Regions from separate parts of the Triticum aestivum genome. Here region 2 is linked to region 1. A link is a contact called in public Hi-C data. All regions are on one chromosome and are shown on one strand. The core of a region is the stretch at or near the end of the contact, and the rest is flanking DNA. Distances in the headings are between cores, read along the strand shown. Region 1 holds the start of LOC123071744 (RAN GTPase-activating protein 2). Region 2 holds the start of LOC123071749 (BTB/POZ and TAZ domain-containing protein 3).

Region 1 (7,117 bases), core at 1,567-4,066:
AAGGTCAGCTTCTTGAGCGACTGCATTGCTGTCAAGCATTCCGCCAGAGGTTTGGCTGCCTCGGCGGTTATCTCATTTCCTGCCATCTCAAGGATCTCCAGCTGAGGTGCAGACTCTTTGAGGACATTCACGATTGCTATGGTGCCCTCGTTCTCGAGGTTGAGGTCGCTGAGGTACAGCTCAACAAGATCTCCAAGCTTTGGAAGCGTTTCGCTGAGAGCCACCCCTGCCTCAACGCCAAACAAGTTGTCCCTGATATCAAGCTTCTTCAGACGAGTGCATGTCCCCAGTGCCTCGGCCAATGCCACTCCACCATCAGATCCTATCCTTGTTGCAGAGCACCTAAAGCTCTCGAGATTTGGAGAACGCTTGACCATCTCAGCAATGAACATAGCACCTTCATCACCAGTCATATTGTTGTGGAAGTGGAGAACCTTAAGCTTCTCAGTTGAAGGAATAAGCTCAGACAGAGCCTTAGCAGCTTCCCCTGATATGCCATCGTTCATCACATATAGTTCTTCCAGGTTGCCCTGTGATTTTAGCAGCTCTGTGAATGCCCTCACACCCTTCTCGCCTAAAGCATTGTCAGAGATGTTGAGGTATCTCAGTACAGACCCTGCTAAAGCTTTGGAGAATATCCGCATCACATCAAGGGCTTCATCCTCAGGTCTTCCGGCAACAAAATCTGAAATATCTACCTCCTTGAGCTGAGATTTTATTGATTCAAGAATTGGCCCGGCAACATTGGCAGCACCAATACCAAAGCTCCTGTTGCTCAAGCAAATCCTGCTATATGAGTTTCCTGGTTCTGTTAGTGGACTCAGAAGTTCCTTTGCTTCTTCTGCCTCAATGAAAGCACGCTTGCCACCAGATATATCAAACACAGTATCAGCAGGCTCAATAGGTGTATCAATAACAGGTGCTTCTGGTTCCGCAGTCGTCCCCGGACCTTTTTTGAGGACTTCCAGCATCAGCTTGCTTGTTTCTTTTGCATATAGCTGGACAACAGAACTCCCATCACCATCAGGCTCCTTCTTGAAATGCTCATCTGCAGAAGCAAAGCACATCTCTTCAATCCTTTTGGCATTCTTATGGGCCTCTTCTTTGCCCAAAAGGCCATACTTGCGAGAAAAGATTGACTCAGAGGACAGGTTCTTGGTCATCCTCTCTACAAGCATCAGACGAGTGCTTTCACTCGGTGGCCACAGTTTGATGGAGAATGTCCGGGGCTGGAAATCTTGCGCCGCTGAAGCCATGTGGACACGTGGCACTTCACACAATAACCTGCTGGTAAATCAACAAGTGTAGGAATTAGCATGATCCCAGATTACAGGAAGTAATGGAGTATTAATAAGTAAACAATGAAATTAGTGGAGCAATTGAAGGGCCTGTCCCTGAGGGTACCCAACACTACTATCACCAAGGATACAACAAAACACCAAGTAGTAAAACATAGTTAAGTCTACAGTTGACAAACAACATCGTCAATTGGTAAAGACAAGCATTTCGCTGAAAGTGATCGTTTTACATAGGAAATCAATGACACAACTGGCAGTTACTCCCTCCGTCCGAAAATACTTGTCATCAAAATGGATAAAGAGGGATGTATCTAGAACTAATATACATCTAGATACATCCCCTTTGATTCATTTTGATGACAAGTATTTCTGGACGGAGGGAGTACAACATAACAGGACTTCAACCAAACACAAGAAAAAAATTAATGTGTAATGTTACTACGGCTGTGTTTGGTTCAGCTGTGTGTCAGCAGGAAAGTAGCTGTGGGCTGTGTGCTATGAGAAAGAAGTAAAGTCATTTTATAACTAGCTGTCTGAACTGTGGAGCATAAATGTCCTGAATAGCACTGAAGCCTTGAGAGATTCTTTACATGCTGTTTGACAATAAGGATCCAATTACATGCTGCTTTAGCTAAAAATGATGAAACGATCATGTAGATAATTAACACACTGCCAGGTAGATTTGGTCCATGGAATTTTCGAGTCGATTGGCATGATGAAAACGAAAGCAGATTACCAGGGTTTAGATAACTGAGCAGACTAATGAAAATAACTAGTACTGTACTAATATGCACCTAAATTGACACCTAACTAATTAAGAATCCAGCAACATTGGCCACTTAGGTTAGAACTAAGAGCAAGCAAGTAGTACTCTCTGTACTCAGAAATCAAACCAGCCGTACATGTACATACGCGGGACAGGACCGTACTACTTGTCTTCCGCTAGGTTGCAGAAGAAGAACAAAACAGATTGGTAGCTTGGTTCCGACAACTGCATTACGTAGTAGCTAGGACGCAAAACAGCACATACGCAGGCACGCCGTACACGCATCACAGCGCCCAACGCCCGTGCCATCAGGAAGAACAACGGAACTGCGCGGCGGGACAAGCAGATTCACAGATATCTATTTCGAAATCACGAGGTAGCAGATCTGAGATGCGATGCGAGGGGCACATCGATCTTGTCGCGGGTCTAGGGGGGATTCGCGGGGCGAACAGGGCATGGAGACCCGTGCTCGCGTTTCCTCACCTTGGATCCAGACGGCGGCGAGCGTGTACTCGGGGAGGGGGGACGGCCGCGGCGGCGTCGGCTTCGGGCTCGGGGCTAGAGGCGGCCGCTTCCACCCGAGGCCAGCGACGTCGACCGGGGGCGGAGGCGGCGCGGCGAGGCGCGGCGGGGAGGGTGGAGACGGCTCGCCGGGAGATCGCCTTGGGTGGGGGCGGTGTCAGGGGGTAGCGACTGGGAGAGGAAGATGCGGCGGCCGGCGGAGCGTGGGGTTTGTGTAGTGCGGGGGGTGGGGGCGTAGGGTTTCTGGACACGGTTGCGGGCTGCGGGGTGGCTCCGTGGCCGTCCGATCCGGGGGTTCGAGGAGCGGGGGGCGACGCTCGGCCGGACGATCGACAGGAGTTTGGGGAGCGTGGGGTAAAAAAAAGAAAGGCGAGAGCGCCCGGGGCGATCTGGATTTCGAAATTCAAATCTGCGCGGACTCTGCCTGCCTGCGGCGGTGTTGCCAGGGCGGCGGATCTATCATTGTCTATCGCGTAGGCACGTGGCGCGATGATTTCTTTCATTCACTCAGTGCTTTGTTTGGCAAAATTTCCCCCTGGTCTCATTACCACGACGGCAAAAAGTGACGATCGGGTTTTCCCATGTAAGCACAGGCGTCAAAACACATACGCCATCCGTCCGGAATTAGTTGTCACTCAAACGGACGTATCTAACACATGTCCAGACAGAGGGAGTATACATAAGACGTTTTGGCAGTTCATCCCTGAGAGTGTAACATCCAGAGAAGGTCGGGTTTGGCCAGTTTACCCCTGCTCAAAAGACGATTGTCAGCCAATAGCCAGAGGAGAAAACCTGTAATATGGGAGGAATTTCCATTCTCCAGCTGAACTGAGTGTACGGGCATAATTCCCCCTACAATTGACAAGGGAGTACAAATGACTGAACAAAGAGGGGTGCAACATCCATTTCTGAGATTTCTTGATTCTACCTAGCAAAAAAAAAGAAAAAAAACTGCTCATCATAGGCATGCTAAAGCTTCCATGGGAGGTGAGTCGGACGACATTACCATCCCAAACATCGGACACGGAATGGTGTTGCTCATTGCAAGGGCTCAAAGAATTTCACCCAGTGTTAATAAGTTCTTAACTCCCTAGTTCTGAAGAAATGACGCGTTTAGTCTGTATAAATTATGTCCAGTACAATGCTGACAGTGTCTTTATGCATGTTAGATAGATGGTCTAACAGATCTACTCTCCAAAAGAAACAAACAAAAAAGTAGTAGCGAGTGACCCGGCCAATAAAATCTTCAGCCGCGAGGTGCTCCGCCTGCAGTGCCTTCGCAACTCTGCCGAAATATAGCACGGTGCTTCGTCTGCAGTGCCTTTGCAACTCTGCCGAAATATAGCACGGTGCTCCGAGCAGGGCCCTGAAACAGCTAAATGGACAAGGTTCTGTAGACAGCAAACGCCATGAGCGCCGGTATGAAGTAGAAGAGCACCGGAGAATGGAGCAGAGGGTCCATGGCATAGGCCTTCATAAGAGCTCTGCACAGCTGCAAGATTGTGAAGGCGTCATCAGTATCTTCAGAGTAGGCATAAAACCGCATCACAGAAGATTTGCATGATTTTAAAAGGAAATAATAATACCTTCCAGTGTTTCCACAGAACCACCAAACAGAAAGCGATGAAGATTTTCCTTATCCAGCGACCGCTCCACAAGCTATCATGCCCTACCTCTCTCCTGCTCTTTTGGTGGGGATCATCTTTCTTCTTTCCTGACTGTGAGAGGTAGTGTTCTCGGAATGCAGTCCTCTCGGCAGCCATCGCGGCAAGAATCACAATCGTAGGCAATACCACAAAACAGAGGTGAGGTAGAACGATGACCATGACGTCTGGAGTGCCGGCATGGAAAGTTTTCATACCATTTTTAAGAGCCCAACCTCTGAATGTCATGGATGCGAGGCTACTATCCTCGGTTACAGGGTGACCAGAAAACCAAGGGAAGACCAACAGATAGATTATATACACCAACAGCAAAGACCACACAAGAATCATCCTGGACAGCTCAACAAAAAGCCAGATAAAACCACCAAGTAGATACTTCAGTGATGTATACTGACTACCGCCTGCACGCAGATATGTGTACACAGATTGTTGATCCTTAAGTAGCACTACTGAAGCTCGTGGCACAAGAAGCAGTGTGAAAATCAGAGCAAGAACACACTGCAGTGCGGGGTGATATACCGACGCCCACTGGATGCCCATCACGAAAAACTCCTTCCATGTCCAGTTAACTTCTGCAAACAACCCATTCACAGAGAATGGCCTCAACTGGCTGACACTAATGTCACCTGTTATATCCATCGCTTCGATTTGCAGCCAGTACCGATCTGGAGAAGGATCTGCAAATGCTCTCCAGTTCCACGGAATCAAATACATATCTCCTCTAGAATCATTGGCACTCACTCTTTTCATTTCGCTGTCGAATACCACTTCAAGGTTTCCTGGTCTTGAGTCATATATCTTTGCTAAGACAGTTACTATCTCATGTCGAGAGAATACAAGCGCCCTCACCGTATCAAAAGTTGAAGCTCCCATGGTGTGACATTTGAAATCACGAGGAGCAGATGTTCTCTGCATAAATCTCGAGTCCAGAGGGAAGGTAGGTAGTATAATTACACTTTTTGAGCCTAACCTGAAATCTATGTCAGTAAAGGAGACAAATCCATCATCAATTGCTAATATCCTCATACTTCTACTCCTTTTCCAATCGCCAATCTCCCACTCCCAGAACTCCTCAAAAGGTGCTGCTGCTTCAGAACAGTTCTCTTCAGCACTCGGCATTGCATAGCCTTGGTGCATGTTAGATTGGTAGTAGTGTTCATACAGTGATGGTTCCTGAGTTGCTCGATGATAGTAACGCTTCAAATTCTTGCCAAACCTTGTGTGAAGATGTCCACACAAGTATGCTGCTAATGAGTGCTTCAGAAAGACATCCTTGATACTTTTTCCTGATTCTGTTAATGCCGAGAAAGACATCGGGAAGTGCCCAACTGTAATTTTTGTAACTGGAGCCTTGTTGAAGTCAGTGTCCCACTGCGACAGTGATTGGTCCAGTTCTATAAGCTGCTTGTCAGTTGGATGCCCAAATAAATTCGTTGGGCCCCTAAGTCCGATCTCCATTGTGCTATCGAAGCCAACAAACAGATGTTTCCGACCATTGTTCTGCAGATCCATCCACAATCTACCATATGTTATGCCAAGCATATTCAAAAAATGCAACCAAAACTAATCATTCGCACTACAATTTAACTAGAAGGCGCTAAAGAAATAATAAGCAATAGGATGTATATAAGAAGCACTGACCTCCAAAGTGATGCTTTGCACGCGCCCCTGTCGTCTTAGGTTAGCATTGATGCTATATTTCTCGTAGAAGTCATAGTCCCCACCAGACACAGGTACACCAAAGCTATCATGGTTTCCTCTCAGATCATAGAATTTTTTCCTTGGAAGCTTGCTACTCTCAATGACATCCTTCATCGTACTACTATATTCCATCCACTCCACCTCATTTTGCTTCATTGTAAGCAGATCTTTGCTTTTCCCCTCTAATCACAAAATAAAAATAGTACTTGAGATAAATCCCAATACATAATCATTTATTCATTTATAAACTATTTGGTATATGGACACCTTTCGAAATGAATGCAGCTGGTTTCACGTCTTCCCAAATTAGAAAGTGGTTAGTTGGTTGAGGTTTAGAGGGTGGTGAAGATCAGCTGTAGTGCTGATTGCAACTGCCTAGTTACAAGTGAACAAATTGGAACCAGAAAAGCAAAGCAGATGTTTATTCAAGTAAAAGATTCCGATCATGTGGTAGTTATTTTAAGTTCGTCAGTAGTCCACGCCTTAATACATGTGATATTAAAAGAGTCCATGACAACTGACAACAAATGACTATTTTGATTGTGGTTCTATGTCCGATTTTTGCAACTTCAAACTTTAGGCCTTTATTACTTAGTCGCCTCGGTTACAGTTCATGTTGGTTTGTAACAGGTCTGATGCTAGATTCTACTCCCTCCGTCGTGTCTCAACTATGTACTAACTTTAGTACAAAGTTGTAGTAAAGTTGAGACACTTATTTTGAGACGGAGGGAGTACTTAAACTGTGAATTCAGTACTTAAATTTTCAACCTATCTGGTTTTAGCATGAACCGAAAAGTACCCAACTGCCTCGACTGTTAAGGCTGTATCTCACTATCAACGCAGCTCCTTAAATTGTGATTGCAATACTGAAGTTCAGTTGAATACTATCGTAGATATGCGATACACGACAAGGTTCTAGCAGTGTACTAATCATAAATGTAATAGGGAGTATATTTTAGATAAAAGTTTGTGCTCCTAGGCGGCTAGGCACCAACAATTACAGTGCCTTGACGAACCACTCATCCATCTACCACATTTGCTTAAACTGAAACCTCAGTAGTATCTGAATCCTTTCTGAACTATCCGCACGCATCAACCAAGTTGTACCGAACATCAAAGAACCACTCCAGCTAGATTAAACATCGTATCATCTGTTCACCCCGAAC
Region 2 (7,117 bases), core at 2,557-5,056, 280 kb after region 1:
TTGCTTTATATCATTGATTGGTATTGCTTTCGGCCCTTGACAGAATTTGATATGGTATGTGGCATAACAGTAATGTTTTCGCTATTGTGCAGCTTGACTCAGTTGGCGTTGAGAAGGTGATCGGCCTATTCGGCTTCTCCCTATTCAGATCCCTTTCCCTCTTGCCCTCCACCGCGGAGCGCGCTGCGAGCAAAGATAACTTGACCAACACACAGAGGATCATCCTTGTGCTGAGCTTCGCTTTGATCTGGGTGCTGGCTAGCGTGGGGCTCTTATGTGGACTGCACGGCAAGTCCAACTTCGAGCAGGCGGTATGCAGGCTCACTGCTCGCCTAGGGATTCTTGGACTGACACTACTAGTGGTTCTCCACCTCACATGGATGCTCCCGACCGGCACCTTTGCCACTGTCTGCTTCTACGTCTTCATGTTCGCCGCTGTCATACTTCACTCAGTGTCATGGAGTCTTCATGTTCGCCGCTGTCATACTTCACTCAGTGTCATGGATAACGGTAAATGATCTTCTCTGCTCCATAGTAATCAATGATATGTTGGCTGACTACTCGCCTAGGTACTCTTGCGCTAACACATGAACATTAACACGTTTCCACTGGAATTGCAGAGCTACCTAGTTGGCGAGGACAAGATCGAGGAGATTGCAGCAACAGAGCAGCGGTAGGCGAGGTCAGTAGAAGCGCATGTTAACCACCTCCCATGTGCAAGCTAGAATGTCAAGCCCCCTGCCAGCATAGTCATTGACCATGGCAAAAGCACCTTCTGCAGTCGCCATCATCTGTAACTCAACTCAAACCTAGATGATACACACCTGTACTTACTGTCACTGCTCACGTTATTACTGTCGAACTACACGTCAAGCTCCAATTGGCTTGAGGGGTGAAATTTTTCTCGCTTTTAGGACGGAATCAATTGTTCCTTTACTCCCTAGGACCTTACACACCAATAGGACCCATTTGATTTCTTCTTTCTTGCTCCGATGCCGCATTTTATCCTTAAAATGCCTGCAACATGTACAAATAGTATACCAATGAAGGGAATACAACAGAAATGCTGAAGAAGTGGCATGGTATGCGTACAGCAGTAAATTTCCTATTGTGGTCAATTGAGTCCAATTTCTTTTCTGGAGCATATGGTGTGTGAGTGAGGAAGGCAACTAGAAATCTGATGTGTTCTTCTTCCTGGTCTTCTGAATTTTAACTGCTATGTTTGTCTGTCTGGTAAGTCCACCTACCTTCAGTTTATGGAGATGAAGCTAGTAGGGGGTGCCCCATTTGGAAAAGAGGGACTAAAAATATATTCTGAGATGGTATGAAAGCAAGCATCTGTTGTACTACGTAGTATTAACCTAAAAAACTTGTGTGTCTGAATGAAATGATCCTGACCAACAAAGACAAGAGACCTCACCTGCACAGAGGAACCCTGCAGGTGCCTGGTGTGGAACACATTCGCGAATGCAGCTCAAGAAGCTGCCACATGCGCTTGCAGTTGGCGCAGCCACGCGGCACCCGCATTTTGCATGCCGAGAAATGGCGCACCAGCAACTCGATGCCCTTGCAGGCAGGAAACTTGCAAACAGCCTGACTGCCCTTCAGTTTCTGATCCCAGGGACCAATTGTCCTACAACCGTCTCGGCATATATGAACAAGAGCTTCCATAGCTTCATACAGCTGAAGATAAACCTTCTTTTCCTCCAGCCTTTTAGCTCTTTCTTGCCTTCTCTGTGTCAAATTCAGTTTTGAGAACAATGATTATGAACCATGACAGTATGTAGATGTGCAGCTACAAAAATTCCGTCAGCAGGTATAAGCATTCTAGGTGTGTGCGTCATGTGGAAGATCATACACATAACATATAGCAAGACGAGTAATTCGAACAACCGAGATGTTGCGGGGTGGAGCAACTAGTGATTAAGCCATAATAGGATGCTCTGTTTCAGAGAACTCACTGTGTCCACTTCAACAAGAAACTCAAGAAGCTCTTGCTCCAGGCTCGGGTTGGCCCGTCTCATCACTTTCCACCCTTCTGACAGAGAGATGGTCTTGAAATCTCCAGTGATCATACGAGTACAGATGAGTGAGAGCCTTGGTGCGTCACATAGCCGTGCAAGTTGTAGAACGTCCACCGCGTTATCAGGAGCGAGAAAAAACCTCTCGAGCTGGTCGGTACAGACGATCTTCAGAGATTGTACCGAGTAAACATGAGAGAGTACGAGCAAATGAAGGGCGTATTTCTTCATCTCATCCTGCTCAAAGCTTCACAAGAGAGAAAACGACATGAATGTAAGGTTCTGTCATGCTATCTCTTGTGGTCAAAGAAGAGACCATACTGAAAACTCTGAAGAAACACAAACATTCAGGCATGAAGAATACAGTTCACACTTATACCGTGAAGAATACAGAAATCTGATGAAGACACGGACTGCTTGAGATGGTACACCGGAAATCAGGATGTTTCTGAGACCATCTTCCACTCTAGCTTCTTCCAGCATACTTCTCAGAACGGGAGATCTGATGCCCTGTAGGAGACGAGACCAAGATCTTCTTACATAAGATCAAAACCTGCCTCTGTTCTAGTGGGTGTGAGGCCATTTCAGGAAGAGAGGCAGAAAACTGTACTCACAAGAATGCATGAATGCGATAAAATCTCGCTCCCATCATCCGTCGACACGCGGACATCGGCTTGATATCCTTCCAAGAATAGCCTGTTCCAGCAGTCCTGGACCTCCTCAGGGACATGAACACAACGAGTCTCTTTTGCTTTCCTGGAAGCTCTCTGCTTGCCATAAGAAGTTCCAGGTAATGGAGGTGGATCTGGCACAACTCTGGTACCTGCCAAGGTACCGCACTCGTAGATATCGAACGGGCCGTCGATCGCACTGCTGTCGAAGAAGGGTTGTGAGGAGCCTGACTCCAGGGGCGCCATCAAAGGTGTGCCTCCTGCTTTGACCCTGCAGGCCAAAATGATCAAGAGAGAAGACAGCTGAGAACACAACCTGCTCAAGTTTTTGTAGTGCCCATACGGCAGCGCAAGTAGTACTTTCTTTGAAGCAAGGTTCAGGAAGAAGTTGTTATAAATAGATAGAAGAAACCAAAGGCATAACGTAAGGCAAGTGATTCATTACTAATTACTCGATATCTTCAGCAGATAATAAATAAATTAATTAATGAGTACTGTGTTTCAGAAGTTACTTCATACTAGTAATAGTGAGTTGAAGGAAAAGATGCACAGAATTACATCCATGTGTTTCTCTCCTGAACCCTGAAGGAAATTGTAAGAATTTCCTGTCCAACTGAACATCACAGAGGCCATAAACCAGGGAATCAGACTAGTATTTCTGAACTCTGAGGCGTTCCATGAGACTTCCACTCCCCAGAAAAAAGAAACCGAGAATTGCTAAAATGTTGTCAAATTTTGAGCTGATCAGATGATTCTCCGCTCAGATATTCTTCAGCTCCTCACTCAAGAAGAGCCATGGCTCCCAGGTCCTTGGGACCATCAGAGAGGGAAAATCGACGGGGAAGAAGAGAGACGCGAGAGGGGACTTGGGATTGGAACAAATCGAAGCTTGCGTGCTCACCTGAGATCGTGCTCGAGTGGTCGGAGTCGCCGGAGCCTCTCTCTGTAAAAGCGACGACGGGAAGAGAAAGAAGAAGCTGGGCTGCACCACTACCGTCTCTTCAGTCTCCACTATTGCAGAGCTTTTGAAGCCTGCTTGTGTTGTCCTTCCTGCTTGGCCACACGCCCACGCAGGCCGGGGGGAGGGGGCCACGTGCTGCGTGTGGCTGACACGAGTCCCCCACAGAAGGCCTGGCCCCGCATGTCACTGCCCGCCACGGCTGTGAAGTGATGAGAGGGCAAAAAGTAGGACGGAGCCGACTCACGCATATATGTCTTCACGTGGAAAGGACGCGCCGCCCGGGCCAGTAGGATCGCGCCACGTGGCCACACGCCGGCGCCGCCCACGGCACAGAAGACGCACACTTTCTCACAGGACGGTGGCCCCACGGCACAGAACTGGAAGGTGGGCCTACCAGTTCAGTCCGCTCGTGTGGGTATGGATGCGGAGGCGTACTTGTCCAAGTGGGAGAAAGCGGACAAGGAAAGGAGTGGCCTGCTCGGCTCGGGTCACCGCCCTCCGTGCGTGCGTGCACGGCGGATGAACAGCTACCGATGAATATAAACCCGCCCTCGGATCCGCAGCAGCAACGCGGGTCAGTCAAAACGATACTACATTATCCTCCCCTATCGGCAGCGGCAGCAGCAGCAGGAGGATAATAAACAGTAGCAGTACTGGAACCCTGGGCTACCTCTGTGGTCTTCTGGAGGCCCCGGATCCGGATCCCGATTCTTTCTTTCTTTCTTTTTGTACTATCTTCCGTGTAGCCGACTAGGAGGTGGACCTCTCCGCTTGTCCCGTTCCGGCGCCGAGGCTTCCGGTGGGCGGCGAACCAAAGCGTCCGTTTCGACGGCGAGTTGAATTGAATCACACGCACGGCACGGCGCGGCTGGCGGCCGCCGCTGCCATCATCCATGACACACGGGGCGACAGTGACGGGAGGGTCGTGCACAGACGTCGAGGCAAACCGTGTGCCGGGGAGTGGAAATAATTGATGAGGGTTCACAGCGTTTTCACGTGTCTAGGCTTCAGAAAGAAGATTAGGCCGACGGGCCACGACGACATGAGTTACAAAAAGAGATGGTGATTCTCTTGATTCTTGGTGCCAGATGCCGCCGTCAGTCATCGTCGTCGGGCTCTGCCTCCTCAGCTTGTGTGCCAAGCCTGATGATGTCCTCAACCAGGATCTTGCCGTCTGTGATCCAAGCGTGGACACAGCAGTACGTGTCAATACGGTCAAGCAGTATCGACAGGAGCGTGGCTATCGTGTCCTAAAATTACCTTTATCTTTGGAGAGGCTCCCGATGAGCTCCTCGATGCCTGCACTGTCCAAGTTGTGCTTCAGGTACGCGGCCGCGGCTGCCACCTCCTCCGAAGTGACCTTACCGTCACGGTCCCTTCAGGAAATCATCATGATGCCACAATATAATATGGTCTCATGTTGATAATACTCTACTACGAGATCGTAGTCTCATGTCGTCTAGACTTGTCTACATAACAAAAAAAAAATCAAAGAGTTACCTGTCCAGAAGCTGCCAACCATCACCAATGGCCGTGTCTACATCATCTATTTCCTTTGTCAGCTCCTTGAGCATGGCATTTATCTGCGAGAAAAAGCAGAACACACCAGATGTTACAGGTCAGAGATGGCCAGGATGAAGAAACAGACTGGTAATTATCAGGATAGTGGATGTTCGTTAGAAACGGGAGAACCTCAACTCATGACAACCAAATGGGTTCAATTTCATTTTTGTTGACCCTACAGACCTACTGCACTTTTCAAAGATCTGATAAACTAATAAATACGTACTGTACTTCACATTTTTTTTCAAAAAGGGGGGACTCCCCGGCCTCTACATCAGAACGATGCATACGGCCACATAAATAAATAAAATAGGTTCAACAATGAGCAATACCTTTTTCATGAGTGCCATGGATACCGAACTTCTAGCGGAATTACTCCCCTTCGCAGCTGTGTATGCCTCATTGGCATCCTCTGCTGTCGAACCTTCACGCAGTGAGTTGTACAGTTCTATCTGCACAAGAAAAATAATGTTTTTGAGAGAATGCGAGCAGGTAGAGATCGTCAGATAAAATCCACCTTTTTTTCCAGATAATAATAATGAGATAAAATTCATTAGAACATATATTAGTGAGCTGGATGCAACTGCTTAATCTTATTGTGAAAAGTTGAAGGTACTGGTTAGCCTTATTGCGGATAAGAAAATAATATGCGCTAGATTCACCTCTCTGTGCACAAGGCTTAGGAATTCTTGACGCTCCTTGCTAGTTGACTGCAAGAGAAACAAATCAACAAACAGAAAGTTTCAGTAACTACTACTACTTCCGTCCGAAAAAGCTTGTCCCTCAAATGGTGCTAGATACATCCATTTGAGGAACAAGCTTCGGACAAGCTTTTCCGGACGGAGGGAGTATCTATTAACAGACATGTGCAAGCATTCTATTGAAATCTTACCGATGCAGAAGACAAAAGAGCTAATGCCTGACTAACTTTGCAAAGCTCTTCCTGTTTCTCTAACATTCTCTTTCTTGCCAGATCACCAGCTTCCTTGACACTGAATTTATTGCACGACCCGCCCTTGTCTTCCAACTTCACCATGTCCTCTTCTTCATTTTCTTCTTCCTGCAACGTGTAAAGAAACTTTTCAAGCCAAAAAGGCAGCAGAGAATAGACAGAGGAAAAGAACAAGAAACATTAGTAGTAAACTCATCAATAGCAGTGGGCATACATGGAAAATGGACTCCCCTGGCCCTACTCCCCAACCTAGAGTAGCTAAGTGTGAAAGTAAAATCAACCCTTGTTCTGCTGTTCATACATGGCTTTTCTGGTACGAAATGGGCCACTTCAAATAGGTTCGTTGCTCCCGCCCAGAATTCGATTAATCCGTCATTGGGAACTGATATGCCTTTTAAGTTTTAACTATAAAAAGGTGAACTGAAGTAGAAATAATGTTACTCCCAAGTAAATATTGTAGATGACTTAGATGACCTTGATAAGTTTATCTTGCATTTTCAAGAACTCCAACTTCCTCTTCCTAGCTGAAAGAGCATCTTCAGATGGCAAGCTAAGACCCACACTTCCGAATATGTTGTCAGGAAGGGATGATAGTGTAGCTGCAACATCCTCAGGCTTCATCTTGCCAGAAACTGTAAAAGCTCTACAAAAAATATTATAACCAGTCAATGAAACAGGGCATGTGCCAGCTTTACAAAGTTCATATAGTTGTCACACGGGACATTATTTAGAGCAATATATAAATCAGAAAATTTCAGTCACCTAGATAGTATAAGTAGAGAAGATGGCGCCTCACAGTGGAGAGACAGGTCCAACCAATCTTGCAGCTGCGCAGAGGCAGAAGAAGGTAAGCAAACATATTCTCCTCAAGTGATAAAACCATCAACTATTGACTAGCAACCATTGTTGAATAGGAAGTGACTACAGGCATCTATTGTATAGTAACTGG

What was found. Hi-C and Micro-C count contacts between places; a contact is called where the count stands out from the background.
Region 2: a contact with region 1 is called in a Hi-C map of leaf, with 5 times the contacts expected there. The contact joins the promoter of LOC123071749 here to the promoter of LOC123071744 in region 1. A contact is called at or near these places in 2 of 5 Hi-C or Micro-C datasets (both in leaf).

What each region holds. Positions count from the first base shown.
Region 1 is chr3B:686,982,597-686,989,713 of IWGSC CS RefSeq v2.1, forward strand. LOC123071744 (RAN GTPase-activating protein 2) reads right to left here and starts at 2,817. Exons shown (of 2, transcript XM_044495330.1): 1 at 2,548-2,817; 2 at 1-1,287. The coding sequence starts at 1,256. LOC123071746 (putative metallophosphoesterase At3g03305) reads right to left here. Exons shown (of 4, transcript XM_044495332.1): 2 at 5,892-6,133; 3 at 4,173-5,750; 4 at 3,613-4,078. The coding sequence ends at 3,962.
Region 2 is chr3B:687,263,495-687,270,611 of IWGSC CS RefSeq v2.1, forward strand. It overlaps LOC123071749 (BTB/POZ and TAZ domain-containing protein 3), which reads right to left and starts at 3,807. Exons shown (of 6, transcript XM_044495334.1): 1 at 3,594-3,807; 2 at 2,636-2,963; 3 at 2,401-2,531; 4 at 1,962-2,268; 5 at 1,421-1,734; 6 at 774-1,017. The coding sequence starts at 2,938. The coding sequence ends at 870. LOC123071748 (LETM1 domain-containing protein YLH47, mitochondrial) reads right to left here. Exons shown (of 15, transcript XM_044495333.1): 8 at 6,931-6,995; 9 at 6,643-6,811; 10 at 6,109-6,276; 11 at 5,879-5,926; 12 at 5,549-5,668; 13 at 5,154-5,236; 14 at 4,914-5,029; 15 at 4,381-4,827. The coding sequence ends at 4,751.